Linked DNA regions of Mus musculus: regions 1, 2, 3, 4 and 5 are each linked to region 6. The links are chromatin contacts, called in public HiChIP or PLAC-seq and promoter capture Hi-C maps. All regions are on one chromosome and are shown on one strand. The core of a region is the stretch at or near the end of the contact, and the rest is flanking DNA. Distances in the headings are between cores, read along the strand shown. Region 1 holds the start of Raver1 (ribonucleoprotein, PTB-binding 1). Region 2 holds the start of Fdx2 (ferredoxin 2). Region 3 holds the start of Mrpl4 (mitochondrial ribosomal protein L4). Region 4 holds the start of Tyk2 (tyrosine kinase 2). Region 5 holds the start of S1pr2 (sphingosine-1-phosphate receptor 2). Region 6 holds the start of Qtrt1 (queuine tRNA-ribosyltransferase catalytic subunit 1).

The links. Promoter capture Hi-C pulls out the DNA fragments that hold promoters and counts their contacts. HiChIP or PLAC-seq counts read pairs in DNA pulled down with a chosen protein or histone mark. Capture Hi-C pulls out chosen DNA fragments and counts their contacts.
Region 1: a promoter capture Hi-C map of liver shows a contact between it and region 6, with 2.8 times the contacts expected there. The contact joins the promoter of Raver1 here to the promoter of Qtrt1 in region 6. A contact is called at or near these places in 6 of 39 promoter capture datasets (the C10 cell line, cranial neural crest, embryonic stem cells and 2 more), 3 of 484 Hi-C or Micro-C datasets (embryonic stem cells and erythroblasts), 2 of 115 datasets of contacts at active chromatin or transcription factors (large pre-B cells and stem cell-derived neural progenitor cells) and 2 of 9 other capture datasets (adipose tissue and liver).
Region 2: a promoter capture Hi-C map of adipose tissue shows a contact between it and region 6, with 2.6 times the contacts expected there. The contact joins the promoter of Fdx2 here to the promoter of Qtrt1 in region 6. A contact is called at or near these places in 6 of 39 promoter capture datasets (the C10 cell line, cranial neural crest, frontonasal cranial neural crest and 2 more), 1 of 15 datasets of contacts at CTCF or cohesin (the NIH/3T3 cell line), 5 of 484 Hi-C or Micro-C datasets (B cells, Sertoli cells, embryonic stem cells and 2 more), 4 of 115 datasets of contacts at active chromatin or transcription factors (embryonic stem cells, large pre-B cells, neural tube and 1 more) and 2 of 9 other capture datasets (adipose tissue and liver).
Region 3: a contact with region 6 is called in an H3K27ac HiChIP or PLAC-seq map of T-cell acute lymphoblastic leukemia, with 4 times the contacts expected there. The contact joins the promoter of Mrpl4 here to the promoter of Qtrt1 in region 6. A contact is called at or near these places in 2 of 39 promoter capture datasets (erythroid cells and liver), 1 of 15 datasets of contacts at CTCF or cohesin (large pre-B cells), 2 of 484 Hi-C or Micro-C datasets (CD4 T cells and the G1E-ER4 cell line) and 8 of 115 datasets of contacts at active chromatin or transcription factors (the SCID.adh cell line, T-cell acute lymphoblastic leukemia, embryonic stem cells and 5 more).
Region 4: a contact with region 6 is called in a promoter capture Hi-C map of hippocampal neurons, with 2.4 times the contacts expected there. The contact joins the promoter of Tyk2 here to the promoter of Qtrt1 in region 6. A contact is called at or near these places in 7 of 39 promoter capture datasets (the C10 cell line, cranial neural crest, embryonic stem cells and 4 more), 1 of 15 datasets of contacts at CTCF or cohesin (large pre-B cells), 1 of 484 Hi-C or Micro-C datasets (CD4 T cells), 6 of 115 datasets of contacts at active chromatin or transcription factors (effector CD8 T cells, embryonic hindbrain, embryonic limb bud and 3 more) and 2 of 9 other capture datasets (adipose tissue and liver).
Region 5: a promoter capture Hi-C map of liver shows a contact between it and region 6, with 5 times the contacts expected there. The contact joins the promoter of S1pr2 here to the promoter of Qtrt1 in region 6. A contact is called at or near these places in 7 of 39 promoter capture datasets (cranial neural crest, embryonic stem cells, hippocampal neurons and 3 more), 3 of 115 datasets of contacts at active chromatin or transcription factors (bone marrow-derived macrophages, embryonic stem cells and large pre-B cells) and 2 of 9 other capture datasets (adipose tissue and liver).

Annotation. Positions count from the first base shown.
Region 1 is chr9:21,090,637-21,093,579 of GRCm38.p6, reverse strand. Raver1 (ribonucleoprotein, PTB-binding 1) reads left to right here and starts at 1,581. Exons shown (of 13, transcript NM_027911.4): 1 at 1,581-1,821. The coding sequence starts at 1,603. Gm38431 (predicted gene, 38431) reads left to right here and starts at 1,572. Exons shown (of 17, transcript NR_038081.2): 1 at 1,572-1,821.
Region 2 is chr9:21,072,135-21,075,212 of GRCm38.p6, reverse strand. It overlaps Fdx2 (ferredoxin 2), which reads left to right and starts at 1,682. Exons shown (of 5, transcript NM_001039824.3): 1 at 1,682-1,824; 2 at 1,895-1,949; 3 at 2,032-2,138. The coding sequence starts at 1,707. Raver1 (ribonucleoprotein, PTB-binding 1) reads left to right here. Exons shown (of 13, transcript NM_027911.4): 13 at 1-1,055. Gm38431 (predicted gene, 38431) reads left to right here. Exons shown (of 17, transcript NR_038081.2): 14 at 1,895-1,949; 15 at 2,032-2,138.
Region 3 is chr9:21,001,461-21,004,196 of GRCm38.p6, reverse strand. It overlaps Mrpl4 (mitochondrial ribosomal protein L4), which reads right to left and starts at 1,460. Exons shown (of 9, transcript NM_023167.2): 1 at 1,200-1,460; 2 at 1,047-1,113; 3 at 793-943. The coding sequence starts at 1,256.
Region 4 is chr9:21,129,799-21,132,788 of GRCm38.p6, reverse strand. It overlaps Tyk2 (tyrosine kinase 2), which reads left to right and starts at 1,514. Exons shown (of 25, transcript NM_018793.2): 1 at 1,514-1,617.
Region 5 is chr9:20,975,479-20,978,178 of GRCm38.p6, reverse strand. It overlaps S1pr2 (sphingosine-1-phosphate receptor 2), which reads left to right and starts at 1,386. Exons shown (of 2, transcript NM_010333.4): 1 at 1,386-1,581.
Region 6 is chr9:21,410,331-21,413,228 of GRCm38.p6, reverse strand. It overlaps Qtrt1 (queuine tRNA-ribosyltransferase catalytic subunit 1), which reads right to left and starts at 1,392. Exons shown (of 10, transcript NM_021888.2): 1 at 1,132-1,392; 2 at 928-996; 3 at 698-836. The coding sequence starts at 1,374. Gm16853 (predicted gene, 16853) reads left to right here and starts at 1,509. Exons shown (of 5, transcript NR_045742.1): 1 at 1,509-1,782.

The sequences.
Region 1 (2,943 bases), core at 332-2,831, 320 kb after region 6:
TATGGGGGTGTTCATGCCCCTAGGGATGGTGACCACTGCAGTGGCGTCAGTGTACACCCTCAGGATGCAGAACCCGAGTGGCTGCTACCACTTGAGAAACAGAAGTACCTCTGTGTCTCTCAGCACACTGTCGTCCAAAGATACAGCCCAGGGTAAGTTGTCCTGAGACAGGGGAAGACCAAGGTCCAGACTGAGAGGAGGATTGGGCCGTATCAAGTTCCAGATCAATAAAACCTTCAAGGGCTGGAGAGATGGCTCAGTGGTTAAGAGCACTGACTGCTCTTCCAGAGGTCCTGAGTTCAATTCCCAGCAACCACATGGTGGCTCCCAACCATCTGTAATGAGATCCGATGCCGTCTTCTGGTGTGTCTGAAGAGAGTGACACACATTAAATGTACTCACATTAAAAAATATAAAAATAAATCTTTAAAATAAAACTTTCAGCATGATAGTGCACACCTTTAATCCCAGCTCTCTGGAGGCAGAGGCAGGTGGATCTCTGTGAGTTCAAGGCCAGCCTAGTCTACAGAGTAAGTTATTCCAGGACAGCCACAGAGAAACCCTGTCATGAAAGACAAACACACACACACATTAGCACTTGCCCATAGACTCCTGAAAGTAGTTTTCTGGTGCTAGAGAGATCCATGTCTGTCATTATAAACTGCTGATCTTTTCTTCCTTGTGTCTTTTGCCAGTTCCTTCCCCAGCTCCTGTTTAACTTTTTGCTTCCTGTGCTGTCTATCTCTACTACCCCTACCAAGTCTGCTGGAAATGAAACTCAGGGGTTGCCATGCTTAGCAGTTAGTCCTTTTTTTCTTTGTTTTTTGAAACCCTGACTTACTATGTAGACCAGGCTGCTTAGGCCTTCAGAGTGCTGAAAATAATGCCAGCATTTGTCGTTGTTATTTGGTTGTTTGTTTTTCTTTTTTGAATCAGGTTTATCTCAAACTTGAGTTGTATAGTAGGGAATGACTTTGAACTTCAAGTCCTGCAGCTTCCATTTTGGTTTTTCGAGACAGGATGTCTCTGTGTAGCCCTGGCTGTCCTGGAACTCACTCTGTAGACCAGGCTGGCCTCGAACTCAGAAATCCACCTACTTCTGCCTCCCAAGTGCTGGGATTTAAGGCGTGCGCCATCACTGCCTGGCAGCTTCCATTTCTAAAGTGCTGGAATTGCATGCGTACATCAGTACACCTAATTTTTGTCTGTCGTTTCATTTTCTCTTTTGAGACAGGATCCTCATGAATTTGATTTCCGTTGTAACTGTGGATGACATCATAAGATCTGCCTTCCCCTCTAAAGGGCTTAGATTACAGGTGTGTGCACCTGACCAACTCTTAAGGCGGTGTTAGGGATTCACGCCTGCCTATTCTCAATCCTGCCTTGTAAGGCGGCTCCATGTTGCAGCTCCGCCCTTTTATTCAATGGCCCAGAGTCAGGGGAAGGGGGCAACGCTCGCGGGGCTGGTTCTAGCCAATACGCTGAAAGGGGCCGGGAGAGAGGCGGGGCTTCCACCAACCAATCACTACACGCGACCTCCTTGCCGCTCTATGTCGCTCCGCCCTGAGCTCGCTGGTCCCAGAAGGCGCCGGGTTTCCCAAGATGGCGGCCGACGTGTCCGTTACTCACCGGCCGCCGCTGAGCCCAGAGGCGGAGGCCGAAGCGGAAACTCCCGAGACCGTCGATCGCCGGGCGCCCGAACAAGAGTTGCCGCCGCTCGATCCGGAAGAGATCCGGAAACGCCTGGAACACACTGAGCGCCAGTTCCGTAACCGCCGCAAGATACTGATCCGAGGCCTCCCGGGGGACGTGACCAACCAGGTATGGGGGGTGGGGGTGAGAGCGTGGCGGGAAACACCACGGTGCGCGTGCGCGCGCACGCGGGCGGGGGGGTGGAAACCGGGCGGTACCAACGCTGCTGTGAGTGGGGGCTCTCCCCAGTGTCATATCCTCTCCCAGGGTCGTGAAACATTAAGAACGAAGTGGAAAGGGCATGGTTAGGAAAAAGAAAAAAAAGAAAACACTTTAAAGTGCTGGTCGACGTTGCTAGGGGCGACCATCGGACTTGGGAGAGGCCAAGTGGTTGAAGGTTGCAGGTAGTTGGAAGGGGCAGGCAGCTGTGGCCCTGCTGAAATATGTACGGGAGACTGTGAATAGATTGATTGAAATAGATTCCAACTGACCCATGCATATTCAGAGGGTTGTTTCCCTCCTCTGCCTTCGGGTGACAGGAGCTCAAATCTGGAAGTTTCAGAATTAAGAGCATGGCTTTTCTTATCAAGCATAATCGACACCTTTTAGAGGTAGACCCGGAAGTTGGAGCTGCATCCCTCAATGCCTACTAGAATTGATTTGGGAAAATGAAGTCTCCTTTCGACATGAACATGCCGCGGTGGGGGGCGGGGGTTGTATTCTGTGGCACTTCCCTGTGGCTAATCTTGTCTGCCGGGACTGCCCTTCTATTGGGAACCCATGTAGAGCAGGGTGTGCAATGCTCTTTGGACCCAAGAAAGTGGTATCTCTGTTGCCCTGCCCGGTGGTGGTGGGATAGGCCCTTTCTGATTGCTGCTAAATTGTCTGCTCACTGGCTCACCCTAGTACCCCCTGCTCTATAGGCACATGGCTAGTGAAGCTGCAGAGGTGTTGGGGAACACAATAAAGGACCAGACAAGGAATAGACACTTGTGTGCATGGTGTCCTGCATATCTGGAACTGCCAGCCCTATCTCCTTGGGCTCATACACAGGTCATTTGGTGCAAGGAAGCCAGGCAACTTGCCCTGGAAGCCAGCATTCAAAACAGCAGCCCTGTCAACATGAGGGAGTTTGGGTGGCCCCTGCACCCACACAGTGTAGGGTCAGATAAGTGAGTGGGGTCCCTGGTCAGGTAGCATGCCCCCTGTTGTCATGACAGCCCTGGCCAGGTACCCCTGGGTAGCATGCCC
Region 2 (3,078 bases), core at 433-2,932, 340 kb after region 6:
AAGACTTTGCTGACCAACCAGCTGGAGCTCAAGGAATGTGGGGTATCTGGGGCCACACCATTACCTGTGGGCTTGCTCCTGGAGCCAAACCCTGCAGCCTTAAGAGAGAGGGGCCTGACCTGCTCTCTTTCCCTCCCTAGCTCCAGGCCTCCTCTCCTGCCTCGTCACTCCTGTGTTCTGGCCTCTTGAGTGCCTTTGGAGGTGTCTCTGACCTGTGAGGATCAGAGACAGTCCCCGTTTTTAAACTTCGACAATTGACTTTTATTTCCTTTTCTAATTTTTATTATTTTTTAAAACAACCAGGATGATTATCACATCTACTCCCCCATCCGTCCAGAAAAGCCCCAAATTGATTCCTTCAGGGTCTGGCCTGCCCAGGCTCTATTCCACATGTGCAGGTTCCAACAGCTTAACCCTATTCTCTTCCCAGTCATCTGCTGCAGGTATAGCTGTCTCATGCCCCTGCCTGCCTATTCTGGCCAGTACCCTAAGCCCCAAGATCTCCAGCCCCTGCCCCAGTATCCTTGCCTTCTGATGCCTTAAAGTTGGGCCACAGGTCCTGCTGGGTCAGAGCCTCACAGATGCGGAGCTCCAAAAGCTCCGCTCAGGACCAAAGAGCTCTGGCCTAGGGTTCATCCTTTCTCCAGGTGTCTGCCCTGTGGACAGAAGGCTAAAGCCTTGATCTTGGCAAACCACCCCTTTTGCCCAAAGCCTGGATGCAGAGACCAGTATTTTCTGCTGGCTTCAACAGTCTCCCCTGCTGTCTGTGAAAGGTGACCATTGTACCCAGGCCACTGGGCCTCTACCATGTTCTTTCAAACCCAGGTCATTACCATCCCCAGGCTGGATCACTGGAGCAGGCCTCCTCTCTGTCCATGTGAGGGGGACCTAGGGGCTCTGCCCTTAGCCAGCTGAGCCACCACCAGCCTCCCTCCCCAAACATGATAACCCAAACCCACTCCAGTGGGTGTATCTCACCCCCTCACCCCACCCCCACCCCCTGCATAGACCTTTGCTGAATTAAAGTTTGTAAGTAAACGGTTTTAAAAAAAAAATCAGAGCTGGCTGGTTCTTGATATAAACCATGGGCCAGCAAACTAGCTCAGAATTCTGGTAACACAGACAGCCTGAGTTTTATCCCTCTGCCCCAAATGGTGGAAGGAGAGAACTGACTCCCGCAGATTGACCACTGACCTACACACATGTCACGGATGGGCTCATACACACAATCCCTAAAAATTTAAGTTGGGCTTGGAGGCCAGCCTGGTCTATATGAATTGCTTAGAGACTTAAGAATTTCTCAGTCTATAGAGATTCTGTCTCAAACAAAATTTAAATACTGGTTGCACATAACCGGTAATTCCAGCAAAGGAATTCGGAGATCAAGGCCAGACTAGGGGATCCTGTCTAAAAATTAGAGAACTCAGAGGTTGGTCCCAATTGCCGAACGTAGTTTTAGTTCCCAGCCCCACACTACCCATCAACTCTTCTGGGCTCCATAGGCACCCACTTGGTGCACATACGTACATATAAGCAGAACACATACAGTACGACCTAAGGGAAGAAATATCCAACCACAGGGCGAGGCCGGAAGTCCAGCTAGATCCCAGTGCATCACCTTTGACCTCACACGGCGCCCAAACGCTGCGTTTACTGTCGCTGAGGACGCGCAGAGCATGCTAGGTCTTCCGGTCACGTGGCCTATCATGGCCGCCTCCATGGCCCGGGGCGTGAGCGCCCGGGTCCTGTTACGGGCGGCCGGGGGATCTTGGGGACCCAGGGCCGGGCACGCGGCGGTAACATCTAGGACGTTCGGGACTACAGGTACATAGGGCTGGGCCGAGCCGCGGCGTGCAGCGAGGCCGCAGCCGCTCACCCACTCGTGTGTTTCCAGGCGAGCGGCGTGCTGGCGAGGAGGCGGCGGACAGCCCGGAGCTGCCCCGGGACGTGTGAGTGCCCCTCGTGCCACGCCCTGCCCCTCCCTGCCACTCCCTGCCTCCGGCTCAGCACCTGCACCCTGTTTGTCCCCAGGGTCAACGTGGTGTTCGTGGACCGCTCTGGCAAGCGGATCCCGGTGAGGGGCAAAGTCGGGGACAATGTTCTATACCTGGCCCAGCGCCACGGGGTGGACCTGGAAGGTAGGTCATATGAAACTAGGGAGATCCTTGGCATTCTTATACCTTTTTGTAATTTTGAGAGGTTTCCTATAGCTCAGGCTCGCCTCGAACTTACTATGTATCAGAGGATGACTTTGAACTGCTGACCCTCCTGGGACCTGGTGTGCACTACCACAATCCAATACTTTTGTTTAGGTGGTGTATGGGTGGGTCCGATCTCACTCTGTGAATCAGGCTGTCCAGGAACTTAAGTATGTAATCCCGGCTAGCCTCCAACTCATTGCAGTGAACCTACTGCCTCCACTTCCTGAGTCCTGAGACTACAGGCATGTGCTGCCTACCATATCACCAAATAGGTGGGATGGGAAGAACTGAGATGGAGTCCATGTTATTCAGGCTGTTCTGAAATCAGCTATATAACCAGGCTAGGCTCAAACTCACAATAGTGATGCCCCTGCCTCCACCTCTTTAGTGCCAAAATGGTTAAGACAGAGTCTCTGACTTACCCTTAAACCTGCTGGCTGATCATACTGCCTTAGCTTTCTCAGTTCTGAGAATACAGGTTGTCTCTACTGTTTTACCACCTTTGCGCTAACGCCAGTAAGATGGCAATAATGAAACTGGAAAGGTCGCCAGTGCTGAAGACTGCAGACGGCTTGTGAGAAGACCTGTGTTCTCTTCCTACCACCAGCTCTGTGCCAGGCAATTCACAGCCTTCTGTACCAGTAGTGCCGGGCACACTACCTCACCTCCATGGCACCTACTCACATGCACAACCCACACAGAGACACATGGAAACACTTAAAAATCTTTCTTTAAATTAACACTAAAATAAAACTAGGTTTTGGAGCAGCCCTTACTGAGCTGCTAGAATCTGTGCTCTCTTGGAAATTGTGGATTCTCCATGTTGACCCCCCATTCTCTAGTGCTGCCGCTGACTACCTTTTGGGGAGAGGTGGAA
Region 3 (2,736 bases), core at 211-2,710, 410 kb after region 6:
TGTAGCTGTCTTCAGACACTCCAGAAGAGGGCATCAGATCTCATTACGGGTGGTTGTGAGCCACCATGTGGTTGCTGGGATTTGAACTTCGGACCTTCGGAAGAGCAGTCGGGTGCTCTTACCCACTGAGCCATCTCACCAGCCCAGTATTTTTATTTTTACTTATGGTGTCATGTAGCCCAGACTGGTCTGGAACTCACTATGCAACCTTGACCATTAATTTCTTGATTCTCTTATTTCCACCTCTACAGTGCTGGTGGGGTTAGAGGTGTGGGTTACCAGGACATGTGTATGCTATAGAAGGGAACCCAGGACAAGGTGCATGCAGGCAAGCCCTCTAACAGTGCACACCTCCAGCCCTAATAAAAAACACTTCTAGAGAATTTTCTCTGTTGTGGATTAATCTACCTAGTCGTCACACAACTTCTTTTGTTGTTGTTGTTGTTGTTGTTTTTGTTTTTGTTTTTTGAGACAGGGTTTCTCTGTGTAGCCCTGGCTGTCCTGGAACTCACTTTGTAGACCAGGCTGGCCTCGAACTCAGAAATCTGCCTGCCTCTATCTCCCAAGTGCTGGGATTAAAGGCATGAGCCACCACCACCCGGCTGTCACCTAACTTCTTGAGGTCTGACAAAACGGAGACCCAAGCACAAGAGAGCAAGGCAGGATGTAATAGGTCAGGGTGACAGCAGGGTTGAGTCATTCGCCTTCCAGCCCTGTAGCAGCGAAACTGATCACCCCTTTTGTCAAGTGGAGAAACCACGGCAAGTTCCTCCCATTGCACCCTGCACTCACCGAGGCGCCGTTGCAAACACGTCGGGGTGCAGCTCCGCCAGGCCGATGCGCTCCTGCTCAAAGCCTCGGAGAGACTCGACCCAGGCTTGCACCGGACGCCGGTGCACTGGGATCCGGAGCTCACACTTGCGCAAAACAGGATCTAGGAGACCTGGCGGGGGGTGACAAATGAGCGGTCAAGGGTCAGGATCAAAGCTCAGTACCTTCTGTGCTATCTCCCCCCACTCTGTGTGTCAAGGTCCCGGTCGTCTCACCAGCGCTATCTCGCGGCTCTGAAATCTCGGCCGGCCGCTCCGCGCCTTCCGCTAGAGAGTGGATGACCTGGAAAATGACAGGCGGGAGTTAGAGGTGCTCTCGGAGGTTCTCAACCTTTGACCTCCGGCCTTGACCTCAGCTCAGTGCCCTACCCGGGAGCCAGAGAGTCGAAGCGAGGCCCGGGAAGCGGCCTGGAACAACCGCAGCATCTCGGAGGACCTCTCGCAGCGCCGAGGTCGCTGCGGTACGGACGCTCGCGGCGGTGGCTGATGACGTCGTATGTGCGCCGGGTACGTCACGAAGGCGATTCCGCCGCCATCAGCGCCAGGTCCCGAAGCCTGAGGCTGTGGATCAGCTCCACTTGACAGCCGGAAGCCCCGACACCGGAGAGCCAGAGCCGGGTGCCGGGAAGCAAACCCCAGAGACGCGGTTCTCTTTTAACCAATGAACCTCAAGTATTGATGGAGGGTCCGCCCATACCTGGGCGGTACCTGGCTAATAAGCGTTTATCTTTTTTATTGAACGTGGATGAGCCTCCTGCTACACTGCGTATTTTGCCTACATTTTTTTCCTGTGTCTTTCTCTCCCTTTACCATTATTGATATGAATTGACTTTTGTCTTTTAGAGTAAGGGTCTCACTCCTGACTCACCCTATGCAGCGCAGGGCGACCTCGAACTCAGAGAGATCCACATGATTCTGATTCCTGAGTACTGAGACTAAAGATGTGTGCTGGGCTGGGCCGTGGTGTTGCATGATTTTAATTCTAGCACTCAGAAGCAACACTGCAATTCGAGGCCAGCCTGGTCTATATAGTACATAGTGACTTCAGAGTGAGACCCTGTCTGGAAATTAAGAAAAAAATTTTAAAGGTGTGTGCCATGTCCATGTCATGTGGCTATTTTTCGCTTTTTCAATATATATGTATTTTAATTTTTTACTTTTAAGAAATATTTTATTTATTTTATACATATAAGTGCTCTGTTTGCATGCCTGAAGAGAGCATCAGATCCCATTATAGGTGGCTATGAGCCACCATGTGGTTGCTGGGAATCGAACTCGGGAAGAGCAGACAGTGCTCTTAACCACAGAGCTATCTCTCCAGCTCCTATTTTAGTTTTCTTAATTTATTTTTGTGTTTGAGTGTGGAAGTAAGAAGACAACTCAAGGGAGTTGCGATTTCCTTTCACTCTGTGGATAGAACTCAGGCCATCCAGTTTGGTGGCAAGCCACCTAACCAGCTGAGCCATCTCAAACGCCATCCTATTCTTTTGTAAACAAGGCTTCTCTGTGTAGCCAAGGATGACCTTGAGTTCAGAGTCTCCCTGTCTGGCTTCCGGAGGTCTGGATTGCTGGTTGTCTGCACCGCTATGCTTACATGACCAGGTGAATCTAATTTTATCTGATCTTCCCTCCCCCTCTCTTTGGTGTGTGAAGGGGTCTGATTTGGCTGGCCTTGAACTCTGTGTAGTCAAGAGTAACCTTGAATTTCTGATTCTTTTTTTTTTTTTTTTTTTTTGAGACAGGGTTTCTCTGTGTAGCCCTGGCTGTCCTGGAACTCACTCTGTAGACCAGGCTGGCTTCGAACTCAGAAATCCGCCTGCCTCTGCCTCCCGAGTGCTGGGATTAAAGGCATGCGCCACCATGCCCGGCTGAATTTCTGATTCTTCTGCCCCCCACCTCAAGAGTC
Region 4 (2,990 bases), core at 265-2,764, 280 kb after region 6:
CCCCAGCACTTTGTTGAGGAGAAGGGGTTATGCTCTCTGCTCTGTAACTACTTTCTGGTGAAATTAGGACTCCCTGTCACAGCCCAGGGAGGCTGGTCTGTTAGCCAGAGTAGGGGAGGAAATTAGGGCAGTGAGGCATTCACCACAAGCGTATGATTTGCCGACCCAGCTGAAGGGACAGTCTCATTTGCTGGGCGCCTGGGCTCACGTTAGTTTTTAGCAGGTCCAGGGCTTTCTGGTTTGTAGGGCTGCTTGGGTCTGGTGCGGTGTAGATCATCTCTGGAGCAGTTTGCAATCTGCTTCTGATTCATGGATGGTGTGCACCGGCCGAGTGGAACCGTACTAATATAGATCTGGACTAGGGACAAAAGTCAATGAAGTTAAAGGAAACATATTTGGAGAGCCTCGGAAATGGGCAACAGGCAGGGAGGCATAGGCTGCTGATTGACAGGAGTTCAAATCCAGGCAACCACAAGGTGGCACACATCCTTAACAAGACCTGATGCTCTCTTCCCGTGTGTCTGAAGACATCTACAGTCTTCCTACATATAACAATGAATATTTTTTTTTTTTTTTTTTTTTTTGGTTTCTCGAGACAGGATTTCTCTGTGTAGTCCTTGCTGTCCTAGAACACACTCTGTAGACCAGGCTGGCTTCAAACTCAGAGATCCGCCTGCCTCTGCCTCCCGAGTGCTGGGATTACAGGCATGTGCAACCACTGCCCGTCTTGAATAAATCTTTAAACAAAAACAAAAACTGGGTCTCATACAGCCTATGTCGTTCTCAAATCTCGCCCCAACTCAAAGTAGAGAGGATGGCATTGAACTTTTTTTTTAAAAAAATTATTTATTTTATGTATTTGAGTACACTGTCGCGTCTTCAGACACATCATTAGAGGGCATCGGATCCCATTACAGATGGTTGTGAGCCACCATGTGGTTGCTGGGAATTGAACTCAGGACCTCTGGAAGAGCAGTCAGTGTTCTTAACCTCTGAGCCATCTCTTCTGAGCTTTCTTTTCCACTCAAGTGCTGAGACTACAGGCATGTGTCTTCACACTTAATTGCAAGCACTGAGCTACAGCCTATTCACCAAAGACTGTTCAAGGAAAGCTTGGGGGGTGGGGCTTGGGATACGGTATTTTAAAAGGGGTGGTGATGGGAGAGGTTGGATGTGTAGGGATAGCACTGGGAGCCTCAAGCCTGGGTGACTCTGCAGCCGCGATACCCTGGTGTAGGCCGACGGGCAGAAGCCTAGGCAATGAGGGTTCCAGGTCCTTCGCCTACAGACCTCACTTTTCCGCCCGGCCCTGCAGCCCTCCTCTGCGTTTCCGCCCTCACCTTCGACGTCCAATCGTAGAGGCCTCCTCAGTTCCGCTTGCCACGCCAACAAATCACGACTAAAATAATCCCTCACCATCAACATTCGGAACGCCGCTGTTCTCGTACAATGACCAATAGGGATGTAGGACCGTAAACTGGGTGGGACGGACCGCAGCCAAAGGCATGCGCACTTCAGGTAGCCAATGGCAAGTGGCGCGTAGGCGGTGGACTTCCAGCGGCTCCCCGAGGCAGTGGGGCGGGGTCCAGGGTCCCAAGCCTGAGTACTCCGGAAACGGTGAGTGCAGAGGGTCCGCTGTGGGAAGCTGGCAGCGAGGAGGCTTGGGACTTGCCTGCATTAACACTGCCCCAGAGTGAGACTGGTGGGTTACCTGGAGAGTGCACAGTGCAGTTATTGCCTGGGCCAGATAGGTAGGCAAGTTTTCGGACAGTCGGTGCGGAGAGATGCAGTTTCTGCAAGTACAAACTACCTGGATTTCGTCTTCAAAGCTAAACCTGAATTTTTGAGACGATCCAGGAAGGAGGAAGGGAGTTCTCTTAAAAGCCCATGTCCCCAGGATGGCGCCCTGAACAGGAATAGATACGGTCCACAACTATTAACCGCTTACTGTGTGCCAGACGCTTTCTCTCTTGCCTTTGAGATAGACACTGGCCCCAGCCTCCTTTACAGGCAGATCTGACTGTATGTAGGTGCGCCTACAGTCACATAAATTACTAAGGCTGGTGGGCTCAAGGTTGGGCTTGCTGACCTATCTGCCTCCGAGTCCAACACTGAGGAGGCAGAGGCAGAGGGATTGCTGTGAGCTCTATTGTAAAATGCTGCCTCAAAATTAAAATTGTGTGTGTGTGATGTTGAGTATAGTGCATTATTCCTGCATTTAGAATACTGAGGCAAAAGGACCACCATGCTTTGGAGACCAGTGTGAGCTACAGTGTGAGTTCCAGGATAGCCTGGGCTACACTGTTGGACCAACATCAAAATCATAACATAAAGGATGAATGGATGTTCCCTCAGTTGGAAAAGTGCCTGCTAACATAAGGACCCAAGTTTGAATCCCAACACTCACAGAAACCGGAGTGTGGCAGCAGGCATGTCACTCCAGCACTAGGGGATGGAGACAGGAAGCTCTTAGGGGCTCCCAAGACAGCCCAGCCAGAACAGTGACCTTGGTTTAGTAATACCATGCCTCAAAAAATAAGGTAAAGGAGTAGGAGAAACGACTCAGGGTTACAGTCACTGTTAACACAGAGGACCTAGATTTAGTTCCCAGCACCCACATGGCAGCTCTCAACCATATATAACTCCAGTTCCAGGGGATCTTACCCCATCTTCTGGCCTCCATCGGTACCAGGAACATATGAGGTACAGACAAACATGTAGGCACAATGTTCACACTTATTATAAGTGTGGAAGCCAGGCAGTCATGGTGTATTCCTTTAGTCCCAGCACTTGGGAGGCAGAGGCAGGCAGATCTCTGAGGTTGAGGCCAGCCTGGTCTACAGAGTAAGTTCCAGGATATCCAGGGCTACACAGAGAAACCATGTTTGAAAAAGCATTTAAAAAGTAGAAAGTAATAGAGGAAGGACCTAATGTCCACTTCTGGCCGAAGCTGACTTTCACACTCAGGTGCACACACATGTATACACTGT
Region 5 (2,700 bases), core at 137-2,636, 440 kb after region 6:
TGTACACGGGCCCTTGAGGCTGAAAGGGTCAGATCCCCTGGGGCTGGACTCAGAAGTTGTCAGGTCTGTGGGTGCTGGGACATTCTGTTCTCTGCAAGAGCAGGAAGTGCTCTTGACCATTAGAGGCACCTCTTTAGCGCCTTTTAAAAATTTATTAATTTTAACTTTATACCCATGTGCGTGCATGCACGTGGGTGTGTACATGTACGTGGGTGTGTGCATGTGCCTCAGCAGCAGGCCTTGGAGGTCACAGGACAACTTGCAGGAATTGGTTCTCAATTTCCACCTTGTGGGTCCCAGGCAAGGCCTTACCCACTGACAACTCACAGCCTCCTGGAACTCACTCTGTAGACCAGGCTGGCCTTGAACTCAGAAATTCGCCTGCCTCTGCCTCCCGAGTGCTGGGATTAAAGGCGTGCACCACCACGCCCGGTTTTGTTATTCTTTTTTAAATGCATTTATTATTATTGTACATGTATCAGTGAATGAATGTAGGTGCAGCAATGCCAGTGTGCCCTGTGGAGGTCAGAGGCCAACTTTGCTTCCAGGGACTGACCTCAGGTCAGGCTTCCAGACAAGCCCTTTCCCCTCCCTGCCTAGTGGAGCTGGACAGCTGACCTTCTGTCACTCACTCTAATTTTGGATTTTTTTTTCACCCTGAGTTGTTTGGAGGGAAGGAGCCAACAGGATCATGTGATCCAGATTGGCCTTGAACTCTAAAACAAACCTCCTGCTTCTACTTCACAAGTTTGGAATTAGAGGCCCAAGCCACCATTCCATATTTTTGCAGTGTTGAGGATGCATGCTAGGCAAACACTCAACCACCTGCCTCCACATCCCTGCCTGTTGTTTTTCAGAAAGGGTCTTGAGCAGGCAGTGGCTTAAGGTTGCTAAGAGGACCCTGAACTCCTGATCTTCCCACCTCCCAGGTGGCAGATGCTGGAATGACAGGCATATGTGCCACAAAGCCCAGTTGGATCTGGGAGTTCTTACCAAGTCTTCTGTTTGGGGGGCTGGGTATGATACAGTGTAGGAATTTATTTCTTGTAGAAACACATAGTAGGTGCTTAATCTTGAATTGCTGAGTTCTCACATAGTAGGTAAGTGTGATTTCCTCCATTTCCAGGTCCCAAGCATTAGCCTGGCGCTAAGCCAAATGGAATACAGTTGTTTCAGTACTAGGTCACCTGGGTTAAGAGAGCTGTGACGTCACGCGGCCGTGACATCATGCCACGGCAGTTCTCACGAGTGGGGGTTGGGAGGAGCAGGGCAGGAGTGTGTGTGTGGGGGTGTGGACAAAGGGGCCCTGCTCTTCCCCCGTGCGCGCCCTGGCTAACTGGCGGGCCACATCTGGAATTCATTGCAAGTCGCCGCCGGAAAGAGGAGGAGAGGAGGGCGGGGCGAGCAGGGAGTTGGGGCCGGAGGCAGCGGCTCTGCCCGCCTCTCTCTTGTCCTGGGTCCCCAACTCCGGGACATAGACCGAGCACAGCCAACAGTCTCCAAAACCAACCACTGGCTGTCCCGGGGCGCAGACGCCAAGGCCACTCAGGCCAGGGCAGGGACCCCGGCCGGCCTAGCCAGGTGAGCGCGCGGGGCAGAGGGGAGGTTCCGATCTGGGCGGCCGCGGTTCACGGAGACCCTGAGATCCCAGCTGGGGGGCCCGGTCCGGGGTCAGGCGCTCGTACAGGCGTTGCACGCGCTGCTCCAGGCTCTGCTGCACCGAGGGAACAGATCATCTACCATGCGCCCCTGCCCACTACTCCAGGCAGCTCGCCACCTACTCAGTGGCGCACCCCCAGACTGAGCTCCCCGCCTTCCTTCGGGCAGGAAGTTGGCGCTGAAGAGAAAGGCGGAATCCGAGCGCTTTGAGCTGGAGACTTTGCAAGACTGGATGGGGGTTCTCAGGAAGCAGGGTTTGGGGCAGTGAGGTTGTTGGGGAGAGGTGCAGCATCCCTTCTTCTCTGTCTCCGGCTAGGATGAAAGGTGCTACGGACGAGCGAGCGGGGAAAGCTTTCAGAGTTCATGGGCGGGGTCCCCGGCGAAGGCCGTCGCCCCACCGCCTGTGAGACTAGTTTTTTGCCTCAGTTTCCAGTTAGTTGCCCCTCTCTTTCAGTCTCTCTTTCGGAAGAATCACTTTGTATCGAAGGAAAGGGACATTAACTGCAAAGTCCAGGTGTCTCCTTTTCCTAGCTCAGGGATGGGGCGTAGGAGTGAAGGAAGGCACGCGTGGCGTGGAGTCCGCGTTGTCGCGGGCTACACGGCGTTGGGACCTCGCCCCCCTCTAGAGCATGGGTTGACTCACCCGGGGATTTCCACCTCCCCACCCCCGTCCCTATCCTTGTTGTTAGATGCCCGAGGCGACACCCGCAGAGCCTACTGTCCCCTGCGGGGCAACATGGGAGCATCACTGAGGGGGGGGGAGGGAATGAAGTAGCTGTAGTTACTCTCTCCAGTGCCCCAGGAATCTGGATGTGGGGGGCCTCTGGTGGGGTGCAGAAATGTGGCCACCCCCTGTTGCTTTGTGCAGGATAGGGACATCCTGCGCGCGTGTCGGGGTCTCAGGAGAGAGAGATGGCGCCGCCCCAGCGCAAGCGAGTGTGGATACCACGCATTCCTCGGCCTGATAAGGAGCTGGAGAGTGCTGCCTGAGCCAGGCGGGTCTTACTGTCGCCAAGGAGACGCGCCCGGCTTCAGCTTCCT
Region 6 (2,898 bases), core at 143-2,642:
TGTCAGGAAATGAAAACAGCTTCTTTGTCTTTTTTTTTTTTTTCTTTTTTCTTTGAGACAGGGTGTCTTCCTTTGAGCCCTGCAGTCCAGGCTGTCCACTCACAGCAATCTCCCTACCCCCACACTTCAAGATTTTAGGTATAATTCTACTACTGCCAGCTTTGACATCCAACTTTTTCTCTCTGTTGTTTTCAAGACAGGGTTTCTCTGTGTAGTCCTGGCTGTCCTGGAACTCACTTTGTAGACCAGGCTGGCCTCAAACTCAGAAATCCGCCTGGCTCTGCCTCCCAAGTGCTGGGATTAAAGGTGTGCGCCACCCCCCACCCTCCTTTTTAAAGTGTTTGTTTTGTTTGTTTGCTGTAGTGAGGATCTAGACCAGGACACTGGCAAAACACTCTAATTAACTCTTGCACATGCCCAACACAGGACCTATTCTTTATCCTTCTTTTCTTTTTTTTCTTTTTTTTTTTTTTTGGTTTTTCGAGACAGGGTTTCTCTGTGTAGCCCTGGCTGTCCTGGAGCTCACTTTGTAGACCAGGCTGGCCTCGAACTCAGAAATCTGCCTGCCTCTGCCTCCCGAGTGCTGGGATTAAAGGCATGCGCCACCACGCCCGGCTATCCTTATTTTCGTTAGGTGAAAGAGTCCAAATTCAAAGACGATCCAAACCATACGTGGCGTTCGAAGCCCTCCTCTTACCCAGAGCATTCTGGATCTCCACCGACCTCTCTGGGCTCAAAAGTGTCTCTTCTCCATCGTAGGGCGAGCGGAAGTGGACGCCCTCCTCCGTCACCTCGGACAGGGAGAAGAGGGACACCATCTGGAAGCCGCCGCTATCCTGGGGAGACCCCGCAGCGAAGCTGTCAGGAGATTGAGACTGGGGACCTCTCACCTCAACGCAGCGCCCGAGGGCGGCAACCCCAACTCACCGTCAGCAGATTGTGGGGCCAATTCATGAAGCCGTGAAGACCCTGGGCTTTCCGGATCAGCTCCGGTCCCTGTGAGGGAGAAAAAGTTAGCGGTGCCCGCAGCTCCACGGCCAGGTGTGGGTGAGCCCCGGCACTGTGGGCCTTACTCAACAGACTTTTCCAAAGACCCCCTCGCCACCCACCCCCCAGATCGAATCCACACACCGGCCTCAGCCCCAGATGGTAGGTGTTGCCCAAGCAGATGCGGCAGCCCAGGGAGTCCAGCTGCTCCGTGGTGATACCCTTCATGGTGGCCTGTGTACCCACAGGCATGAACACAGGGGTGGCTACCGTTCCATGCGGCAGCCGCAGCTCACCCGCCCGAGCTCCGGAGCGACTGCACTCAGCGACCAGCCGCATTATTCGTGGAGCGGACTCAAGCGAACCTGGGCTGCCTACCGCCGCCATTTTCAGTCCCGGAACCACGTGGCCTGAGACCACAGAGGACAGCGCCGAGGTGCCCCGAATCACGTGATCTGAGAGCTATAGGGAACCATAGCAACTGACGCCACACCCTCCACACGCTTGGGTGCTCTACTTCCAGATCCCATAGCTGTCACCGTTCTAAGGCCCAGTGCCATGGCTTACCGAGTGAAGATACACAGCGCCAAGCCCGATGACCTGTCTCTGGGATCTACAAGACAGCCATTCAAATTCGCATGGGCGTACATACAATAAATGTATTTTAAACACTCCAAGACATGTTTTTCTGCTGTATAAAATACAACAGCCGGATATGATAACTCATCAGGAATCTCAAGATTTCAGAGGCTGAGGAAAAAGGATTATGTGCAGTTGGAGATCGACACCGGCACAGTGAGTTTCCTGCCAGCTTGGGCTACAGAGAGATCTCATCTCACAAAAAGGGAGGGGAAAAAAAGATGGAGCCAAGCCTGTTATTGTACTCCTTTGATACAAGGAAAGGTAGAGGCAGGTGGATCTCTGTGAGCCTATATAGCAAGCTCCAGGAAAGTTAGGGCTATATTGTGAACTACCTCAAAAAACAAGCAATAAAAAAGGCACTGTAGGGCACTACTGCAATCCCAGCACTTGGGAGGCAGAGGCAGGCAGATTTCTGAGTTCCAGGACAGCCAGGGTTACATAGAGAAGCCCTGTTTCAAAAAGCAACAACAACAAAAAACCCTAGCCAGACAAACAAAAAAACCTGATGGCTCAGCAGTTAAGAGCACCGACCGCTCTTCCAGAGGAACTGGATTCAATTCCCAGCACCCACATGGCAGCTCACAACTGTCTGTAATGCCGAAATCTGACATACATGCAGGCAAAACATCAATGCACATAAAATTATTTTTTAAAAAAAATCAGGGCTGGAGAGATGGCTCAGCGGTTAAGAGTACTGACTGCTCTTCCAGAGGTCCTGAGTTCAATTCCCAGCGACCACATGGTGGCTCACAATCATCTGTAATTGGATCCAATGCCTTCTTCTGAAACAGTGGCAGTATACTCAAATACAAAAAAAATCAAAAGCCGGGCGTGGTGGCGCACGCCTTTAATCCCAGCACTCAGGAGGCAGAGGCAGGCGGATTTCTGAGTTCGAGGCCAGCCTGGTCTACAAAGTGAGTTCCAGGACAGCCAGAGCTACACAGAGAAACCCTGTCTCAAAAAACAAAAAAACAAAACAAAAAAAAATCAAAATAGGGGCTAATGAGCACGTACCCAGAGGACATGGTACTCCTAGCACACACAGCCCCCTGTAACTCCATTTCCAGTGGATCTGATGTCCTCCTCTGACCAGGCAGGTAAGATGGTAGCACACCCACATTCAGGCAAAATACTTAAATACACAAAATAAATCTTTTAAACAAAAACAACCCAACTTTCTCCCTGGCATGCACAAGGCTCTGGGTTGAGTCCTCTGCACACATACTCACATAGCATACTCTTCATACATGTAGTCACTAACAATAGTCT